Regions from separate parts of the Hordeum vulgare genome. Here region 2 is linked to region 1. Evidence: chromatin contacts called from public Hi-C data. All regions are on one chromosome and are shown on one strand. The core of a region is the stretch at or near the end of the contact, and the rest is flanking DNA. Distances in the headings are between cores, read along the strand shown.

Region 1 (5,055 bases), core at 365-2,864:
CAATGCATGATTTAGCATCTCGTTCAGAAATAGTTCTCACAAGGACAAGCAACTTATGTCAATAGAGATACCAACACACCTTGAAATACTGAGTGCAGACTGGGCATTCGTGTGGCTTGCCTTTCTCCAACCAAAACCACACAACATCATGCTGATCCTCTGAAAAAGGAAAAATGTTGAAACTTGAGCTAATCAGATTCATGCTGGGTTGATGATTATTTCTCCGTAAGATGCAGGAGAAAACTGAATTTTGACAGCCTCTGCTGGTGGAGATGGAATTCTGCATGCAAGGTAACATACCTCCTTCATCACCTGGGCAACCAACAATCCTTTTGTCGAAGTATGATTGAATGATAGCTGGATTTTCCTATGAATGAAGATGTGGACACATATTGATTTAGTTAGTCCACATGAGTAGAAAAATAAACTAAACTGGACAATGATACAAAAGGTACGGTTGAGCCAAATGACGCTTCAACATAACACTGTACAAAGTGATATGTCAAAAGAAGAAAACGGAATGGAATGCTCATCTGTGAACTCATAATCATATCAAATAACAGCTGTTCGAAGTCAAGTGGATAAGTTAAATAGGCCGGGCAAATTAATGTGGTAAAACAGAAAGGGATAAGTTAAATAGGCTGCCCCGAGCTCGCCTCCCGTGAAGCCCCGTCGGCCCCATCGTGAGCTGAATCTCGCCGGGTACGGGTCGGAGGACCCCATCCGCGCCTCCCCAGCCGGTCCTGCCCGCCTCGTTGTCGGCCACCGGAGCCGCGCCGAGCGCCGATGCTTCCCCGCTCGCCGCGCATCGCCCTGGCTCCCGTCGTCCCGAGCGCGACCGCTTCAGATCGGGATCCTACCGCGTTGACCGCAAGGTGGGCCAGCCCAGTGGAGCTCCTCCCTTCGCCAGCCCAGCTCGCAGCCCCGGCCTGCTAGGCCGCCCCACCGGGCCGTGAGTAGGTTGAGAGGGAAAGTAGGATTAGATTGCGGTACTGTGTACTCTAGAAAGGAAAAGATCGGTGATGGTCTTTTTTCAAAAAACAAAACATTATTACCACTCAATAAAATTGATAATTATTATTAAAAAAGTAATCCAATTTTTATGTAAGCATTACATTATATTTTAAAACTTTAAAAGAAACTCCTTCCGTCCAAAAATAGATGTCTTACATTTAACATTATAATTGTCATTTATTAAAATTAATGCCGCATAATGATAAAACAAGTAGGTTTTGCATTTTTTTCTAGCCCAGTGCAACGCACGGGCATTTGTACTAGTATGCCCTAACACGATACGAGAGCGAGATGCTCTACACAACTAGGAAGAATCTATGGTGCTAAGGTAGCACCTAACAAGTGCTCTGGTGTAACGCGAGTTTTGCAGAAACCCCTCGAACATTCCCAAAATGACGATTGAATCAACATTCTTACGATGCTGCGTGTTGGATCATGATCCAACGGCCAGGGTTGCACCGTAGCACCAGATATTCTCCCTACCCAACGAGAGGCAAGGTGGGGTCATGTGTCAGTCTCCTCCGCCCGTCGACCAGCGTCCAGCGATATCTCGGATCCGCCACGTCCCCAGCCTTCTCCCCGGAGTTCAGATGCAAATCCGTAAGCACACCCAGAAAACTATCCTCCTCCTCCTCATCCGTACTCATCTCTCTCTACTTTCTCCGCCCCCAGAAGCAACTCAGAGCCGACCCCTCCCCCCAATTTCCCTTCTCTTCCCCGGCGACGTCCCCAAGCCCACCAACTCCGGCCAGATCGACGCCCCCCTCGAGCTCCACACCACCCCACGGCTCCCCGCTTCCCCTCTCGGTGCCCCCGTACAGTTGCCCGCCCCGAACCCTAGCCATTTCGCGCCCCGAGGTATCCGCCCCCCTGTACCTCTAGTGTTAATACTTTTGGTTTTGGGGAGGCGTCGCCACTGGCTGTGGGGTGGGTAAATACTCGGGCCACCCACCATGGGGGAGGGTTCTGAGCGGCCTCCTCACTCGCGCCCCACCCGGGCGCAAAACCCTAGCTGTGAGGAGGAGGAGGAGGAGGAGGAGGATGCCGCGGCCACCAGCCGGGTCAAAGACGAGATTGCTGACGATCTCAACGCCGACCCCGCGGAGGACGAGGATGAAGAGGTGGTGGTGGAGGAGGGCGAGGACGAGGTGCTCGTCGCCTCCGACGACGACGACGGGGCGGCGGACGGCGCCGGAGGGGACGAGGACTTCGTGCCGCGCACCCTGGAGGAAGCTCTCGTGCCGCGGGTGGGCACGGTGTTCGACTCCGTCGACGAGGCGTTCTCGCTCTACAAGGCATACGCCTTCCGCATGGGATTCCACGCCGTGCGCCGCACCTGCCACAACTACGAGGGGATTCGCTACCGCTCCACCTTCAGCTGCACTCAGGCTGGCAAGTCCCGGGAAGGGGCCGCCCCGTCGGAAGTTCCAGGCGCCCGCTACCCGCTCCGCAACAAGCGCGGGGCAGCCACCCGGGAGAAGCGGGCTCGGCGTACCACCGCCGAGAAGACTGGATGCAAGGCGATGCTGGTCATCCGTGACAAGCGGGTGAACGATAGGTGGAAGGTGGAGTTTGTTGACTTGGACCATAACCATCCTTGCACGCCTGATATGGTGAGGTTTTTGAAAGCCTACAGGGAGATGCCCGACTCAGCCAAGAAGAAGGCCAAGATTACCAGGGAGATGGATGAGATGGTGGAGAAGTCATTGAGTGAGATTGCTGAGACCAGGAAGTTTCCGAGTCGCCCCAAGCGGAGTGTCAGTGGTGGAGCTGCTGTTGGTGGGTTGAGGTTTAACAGAACCGACAGTTTTGTGCAGCGCTTTGGGGACGAAGACCTCATTGCAGTCAAGAAGTTCATCGAAATGATGCAGGAAAAGAAACCAAACTTCATTCATAGCTGGGATCTTGATCAGGAAAGTCGCTTGAAGAATTTTTTCTGGACAGATTTGAGGTCTCAGGCCCAGTACTGCTACTTTGGTGATGTCATTTCACTTGATGTAATGTACCTGCAGCACTCTCGTGCTAGCCTCCCTTTGGCCACGCTCCTTGGGGTGAATAACCATGGCCACCTTGTGCTACTTGGTTGTGGTCTGCTCTCCAAAGACAGTAAAGAGAACTATGTGTGGTTGTTGAAGAGATGGCTGAGCTGTATGAATGGCAAACCACCAGAGGCGATTACAACCAGTTACTCAGATGTTGTGGCAGAGGCTGTGGCTGAGGTCTTGCCAGATTCAAGGCACCGCTTCTGCTTTTGGCATATATTGAAGAAGCTCCAAGAAAACGTGGGACGTACACATGAGAAAGAGGCAATTTCTTTGAGATTCAAGGAGGTTGTTTATGACACAGTCACTCTTACTGACTTTGAAAAGGAGTGGGAGGCCATGGTTGAGCATTATAAGCTCAAAGATAATGAATGGTTCTCTGCACTGTACAGCTGCCGGAAGCAGTGGGCTCCAGGTTATGTCAATCATTCGTTTTGGGCTGGCACGTCTGCTATCAGGAAGGTTGAAAAACCAGATCCATACTTTGATGGTGTTGTGACAAGTAAAACCACATTACCAGTTTTCCTTGAGCAATATGAGACTACCCTCAGAGGGAAGCTGGAAAGGGAAGCATACGATGATTTGCGCTCCTATTATTCTAGGCTCACTTTGCTGTCAGGATTACCATTTGAGGAGCAACTTGTGAAGCTCTATACAGTACCCATGTTTCAGGCATTCCAAGACGAGATCAAGCAATTAATGCATGTTATTTGTAAAGAGGTAGACAGGAGCGGGAATTCAATTACCTATATGGCCAGCGAGTTAATACAGGGCAAGAAGGTTGACTATACGGTTGTCTACAATAATTCTGACAAGGATGTTTGGTGCATTTGTCGCTCTTTTCCATCACGGGGCATTCTTTGCAGCCATGCTCTGTCTGTTCTGAAGCAAGAGAATGTGTTGATGCTGCCATCAAAGTACATCCTCAGCCGCTGGAGGAAGGACTTCAGAATTATTCACGCGTCTGCAAGCTCGAACTCGGTGGCATTGCAGAGAGATTTGAGCATTTTTGATTATCTGTACGTGTGTGGCCATGAATATTTTGAAGATGTTATCGATATTGGGGCTAGAGAACCTGAGCTGAAGGAGTTTGTGTTGTCTGCTATGAAAGAGGCGAAGGACAAGCTAGTAAGGCCTGGCCAGACCCAGCAAGGTGATCAGCGGGTTGATGTAAATATGGCAGTAACTGGTCAGGTATCCGCTGATAGAAGAGTTGATGTGAACATGGCATCAAACACCACATCCATCATTCACAGGGACAGAAGGGTTGAGGCAAACCTGCCATTAAACACAAGAGCCCTGGTTCATGAGGATAACATGGCGTCCAATACCACATCCCTGATCCACGGGGACAGAAGAGCTGATATGGAAATGCAAACGCCCCACCTTATCCACAGAGAGGGAAGAGTTGACATGAACATGGCAGCCCCTCACTTGATGCAGAGGGAGAGAAGAGTAGACGTGAATATGGCGTCTCCTCACCTGATCCATGGGGACAGAAGAGTTGATATGAACCTGGGGTCGCCACACTTCATACACAGCGACAGAAGAGTTGATATGAACATGGCATCCCCTCATCTGATACATGGGGACAGGAGAGTCGATATGAACATGGCATCACCACACCTGATACACGGAGACAGAAGAGTTGATATGAACATGACATCCCCTCACCTGATACACGGTGACACAAGAGTGGATATGAACATGGTATCCACTTCTCAGGATGATGGTATGCACACTTTTGATTTGGTGAACGTCAACCTGGAGAGTTCTTTGCCAATGGCTGCAACAGATTTCATGCAAATGCATACACACCCACCAGTTTACCATCCCAAACAACTCCTCAATATGAGAGATCAGGTGATGGACTCAAACAAGAGATCCAATGTGGAAACCAATACGTATTTCATCGGAGGTGGAATGCATGTGGGGTAGTTTAACTGTCTACTACTGTAACATTTGTTTAGAAAGGGATACGACCTTCTTGTATGTTGAT
Region 2 (5,127 bases), core at 890-3,389, 440 kb before region 1:
ATAAGGTACTGAAAAATCAAGTTATCAAGAGAGAGATAGCCACAAAATTTGCCCTTCTGCGTGGGAATGAAATGGTGAAATAAATCAGTATTCACTGCAGCACAATACAGATTGCTCTATGCAACAGTATACAAGATGGATCGAAGTACATAAACAACTGAGTTGTGATATTTAGGTCAAGCAAGAACTGAAATAAAAGAAAAATAAAGAGGAGCCATCCAACAGGAAAACCACTGCTTATTTGCAAAATCTAACAATGCTAATGCTTAATTAAGACAAAAGTTGAATGCTTCGACATGTTTAGGATGTATCCACATGCAGGTTTTCTTTCTTCAGGCTATATTGTTTATCAAGCAGTAACCAGGGGAGTGACAAGGCTTGGTTACAGATGTGGAATAGTTAAAAAAGAAGTAAGAGACAAGTAGGACCAAACCTCTACTCCACATTTGAGCTTAAGAATTTTCTTTGCAACAGCTCCTGCAGCTACTCTTCCAATGGTTTCTCTTGCCGATGACCTTCCACCTCCCTATTATTCAGTTGGCATAGAAAATTGTTCAATCCAACTATTCAAGCGCAGAAAACACCCACATGTAAAGTTGTATGACAACAGGTACCTGAACAGATCTAACACCGTACTTGAGGTCATAAGTCAAATCCGCATGGGAAGGTCTGTACGCCTTAGCCATTTCAGTGTAATCCTGTGGAAACAAATATGATTGTGAAACAAAGGGTCAGTGCCAACAACTATTGCCCTTCCAAATGTCTACCTACCATGAGTAGTTAATAGAAATCTTATACTAGATACTTACACCCCCTCTTTGATCCGTGTTTGGGACAAAAACATGAATCGGTGTCCCAGTGGTCATTCCTGCAGAAAATACATTCAGCCTTGTCATAAAAGATAAAACTGACGCAAACTAATGCATTCTTATTTAAAAATCGAATTCACCAAGATATCCCATGTCTTGAAATGTACCCTACCTTCATATGTCCCTGAAAGAATTTTACAAGTATCGGTCTCCTTCCTTGGGGTTGTTATTCTGCTCTGACCTGGCCGCCTGTGATAATCAACCTTTTCATATCAGTTTGCAATCATGGAATAATCTAATGATTATATCTCCAAGAGGTTAACAGAATGCATCTGGAATATCCTAATTCTAGGAGCAGCTGGAAAACTAATGAAATCTTGAATCACACCTTCGATCAAGGTCTCCTTGCATGTCTTCCTCAGTGAGTGGGATTCTGGGCGGACAACCACTGATAACGCAACCAACACCACCTCCATGAGACTCTCCATAAGTTGCAACCTGGAAGTAGTCCCCGAAGATATTTCCAGCCGCCTTCACCTCTGTTGTCCAATTTACGGAGCAGCACATGTCAGAGTTTGGCTCATTTGTTCAAAGAAACAGCAGTCAGAGCATCTCAGAACTTGCATACAGCATGCAAATTCAGGATGCAAAAAAACAACAGCATTGGAACCGGGCACTGTCACAAGCCCCGAGATCTCAAAACAACAAAGCGAGATGCAGCACTAAACACGGTACTGAGCTATGGCCGATATGATCAAACGAACTACGGCCTTTGGAATTGCGATCGCGGATATGTGGTTCTCAAAGATGGGCATCACAAGGACAACTTTTCTCTACGGATCATTTCAGGGACCCTCTTCTCCATGCCACCAACGACGGCCCTGCCATACTAATCAGGCAGCAGCTGACCAAGCAATCATAATAAGCTCGCCTTAAGGAGCAACATGCAACCAACAAGTTACCAGGCTCCCACAACGGAGCAGCGGGACGGACCTAGGCGGGCGGCGCGGCGGCGGGCGACGGAGAAGCGGACGGAGGCGGGGGCGGAGTCCGTGAGCGCCCGGAACCCGCCGCGGGGGAGGGAGCTCCAGGGTGCCCCGGCGCCGGCGGCCAGCTGGTGCGACGTGGGCGCGGCTGCCATTGGAGAGGGGGGTGGGAGATTTGGATGGTCTGGTTTCGGTTGGTGAGGCGGAACGGAGGAGGAAGGAGACGGGGGTGGACTCTAAATACGCGACGGGGAGGCGCCTACCTACCCACCCCCTCGCTCCGGCGGCTCGGGTCTGGTGGTCTGGCTTGGTTTCGTGGTGTTTGCCGCACCTACGACGACGAGACCGGTGCTGCGGGTAGCGGGTTGGTGAGGGGATTGACTCGCTTCTTTCTTTTTAATCTAAAAACACACATTTTCTTTTACAAAGATCATCATGGCTAGCTTTACTAAATGAAAAATAAAGATACATCGTCAGCTTAGCAACCAGACAAAAGAAGATACAAAAGGAGATTTGGCACCTTTATAAGGCCCTGTTTGAAACCATTCATATTATATAATCTAGTTTTTATAATCTATTCTATCTTTAAACATAACAGATTATAGTGTAGATTATAAAAACTAGATGGACAGATTATTAAAAACTCATAATCTACGCTGCTCCAGCTAAAATCAGATTATGGATTGCTAATGACCCATTACCCTTGTAAAGTTGAAGTTAATTACATTTCTACTACCGTCACCCTTCTCTTTAAAAAAAACAGAGGACAGACAAGTCATTATGCAATGTAAAACCTGGATTACATTCTATATAATCTGGCATCCATACATGTCCATCTAGATTATTTTTATAAACCAAATTATATAATCTATCTTTATAATCCAGATTATCATAATCTATTGTGGTTCCAAACAGGGCCTAAGCCACATGGCGCTTGACCTCTAAACCAAAAGCATGTTTAACGATGTTACGTGCCTTGCCTTGATATTAGACTCTCACCTTTCGAAGTCGAAAGATCATTGCTTCATATTTCTGGATGTATCTCTCATTTCATTCATTATATTTGCATAAATCCCTCCTGTTTGGTGTTGTATATCATGGACCATTTTCTCGCAATTAGAAAACAGCAACATGTGATAAATGAAGATCCACTGCCGACGCAAGCGCTTCGCGGCCGGCAGTGCCTCAAATGGCGCTGGATCTGATATTCTTCTACCACGTGACACATGTGGTATACTTCCTCCGTTCCTAAATATAAGGTGTATTAGTTTTTAAAAAAGTCAAACTTTGTCTATGTTTGACCAACTTTATAGCAAAATATATAATGATTTACAATACTACATATATAAAATATGAAAATATATTTCATGATAAATCTAGTGATAATGATTTGATATTCTAGACATTGATATTTTTGTCTACAAACCTGGTCAAAGTTAGAGAAGTTTGATTTTTGAAAAAAATAATACACCTTATATTTAGGAACGGAGGGAGTACAATCTAAACTATTTATTAAAAAATATATTATATTCCTGTGCATTTTATGACTAAAGCTTAGTACCTCCCGAATCCCTGCATACTGCTAGAAGTACCTTTGACTTGGGTGCGCGAAACAGCTCCATCGATCCTTAACTTTGCAAAACCATCCATTGGAGGAATGCACTGCGGGCGGCCATGTGGTTGCGTGACAGCGGATGTTCGAGTCACCTTCTTCAGCTTGCACTCATTTAGTTCTCTCAAGTATTTCACAATGAAGTTGTGTGTTGATAGGGCTCTGATTTTTTTCATGAAGCGACTGCCTTGTAGCATACCAAATGGACCACAAGGTCATGAAAAACTAGGTAAACTCACGAGAAGATAGCATGTCCATGATTGCAAAGATCCATCTCTTCGCATCTGGTTCCTTGGTATTGCTCAGAGCTTCAACAAGGCTAGGGCGTGAAGTGTCCTTACACACCGTGTAGTGTTGCAATGGAGTAGGGAGTGTTGCCAAGAGTCCTCGGCTCAACACAGCCCGCAAGATGTGGTCGTCGACATATTTGTACCATGTAGCAGATCAGCAGTAGGAATGGATTGACTCCATTAACACAACACAATGTTTGGGCAAAAATGAGCGGCCCTCCAACTGCGTTGGCCGGGCTCGAGACCTCTGCCCAGTGTAAGTGTGATGACCCACAAGTATAGGGGATCAATTGTAGTCCTTTTAATAAGTAAGGGTGTCGAACCCAACGAGGAGCAGAAGGAAATGATAAGTAGTTTTTAGCAAATAATTCTCTGCAAGTGTTGTAAGTAAGAGTGATAGATAGTTTTGTAGCAAGGTAATTCATAACAAGTGACAAATAACAATAGTAGCAAAGGTGCAGCAATGTAGCACAATCCTTTTTATAGCACAGAACAGACCTAAAAGTACTATTATATAAAGCAAGTGCTCCAGAGGACACATGTAAATATCTGCCTAGTCATGTTCATCGTATCGAGTTGATTCGCGTTCGCTACTTCTATGATTTGATATATGGGTGGACCGGTGCTAAGGTGTTGTTCTTACTTGAACTAACAACCTACTTATGATTAACCCCTCTCGCAAGCATCCGCAACTACTAACGAATAATTAAGATAAATCTAACCATAGCATGAAACATGTGGATCCAAATCAGTCCCTTATGAAGCAACGCATAAACTGGGGCGTAAGCTTTTGTCACTCTCGCAACCCATCATCTACTTGTTACTCCACGGTGACTTCCCATAGGCCCATAACATGGTGAAGTGTCATGTAGTCGACGTTAACATGACACAACTAAAGGAAGTAACAACATGTGTATCATCAAAATATCGAACGGATAACATTTTTTTATGATTACTATAACCAGACTTCTCCCATGTCCTCAGGAACAATAGTAACTACTCACACCTCATCAACATGTTCAACGTCAGAGGTATAATGATAATGATTAAGGATCTGAACATAATGTCTTCCACCAAGTAATCCATCTAGCATCAACTATAAGATGTAATTAACACAACTAGCAACCCACAGGCATGTTGGAAATATGCCCTAGAGGTAATAATAAAATAGTTATTACTATATTTCCTGATTCAAGATAATCGTTTATTATCCATGCTATAATTGTATTGAATGGAAACATAAATGCATGTGTGGATATATAGACAAAACAATGTCCCTAGTGAGCCTCTAGTTGACTAGCTTGTTGATCAATGATGGTTAAGGTTTCCTAGCAATAGACAAGTGTTGTCACTTGATGACGGGATCACATCATTAGGAGAATGATGTGATGGACAAGACCTAAACTATAAACGTAGCATATGATCGTGTC

The links. Hi-C and Micro-C count contacts between places; a contact is called where the count stands out from the background.
Region 2: a contact with region 1 is called in a Hi-C map of seedling, with 4 times the contacts expected there. The contact joins the promoter of LOC123449125 here to the promoter of LOC123449119 in region 1. A contact is called at or near these places in 2 of 6 Hi-C or Micro-C datasets (leaf and seedling).

The regions. Positions count from the first base shown.
Region 1 is chr4H:495,582,341-495,587,395 of MorexV3_pseudomolecules_assembly, reverse strand. It overlaps LOC123449119 (protein FAR1-RELATED SEQUENCE 6-like), which reads left to right and starts at 1,614. Exons shown (of 1, transcript XM_045126212.1): 1 at 1,614-5,055. The coding sequence starts at 1,968. The coding sequence ends at 4,994. It overlaps LOC123449122 (a long non-coding RNA gene), which reads right to left and starts at 162. Exons shown (of 2, transcript XR_006631959.1): 1 at 80-162.
Region 2 is chr4H:496,018,122-496,023,248 of MorexV3_pseudomolecules_assembly, reverse strand. It overlaps LOC123449125 (chorismate synthase 2, chloroplastic), which reads right to left and starts at 2,139. Exons shown (of 13, transcript XM_045126216.1): 1 at 1,803-2,139; 2 at 1,198-1,348; 3 at 982-1,058; 4 at 810-868; 5 at 615-698; 6 at 434-526. The coding sequence starts at 1,950.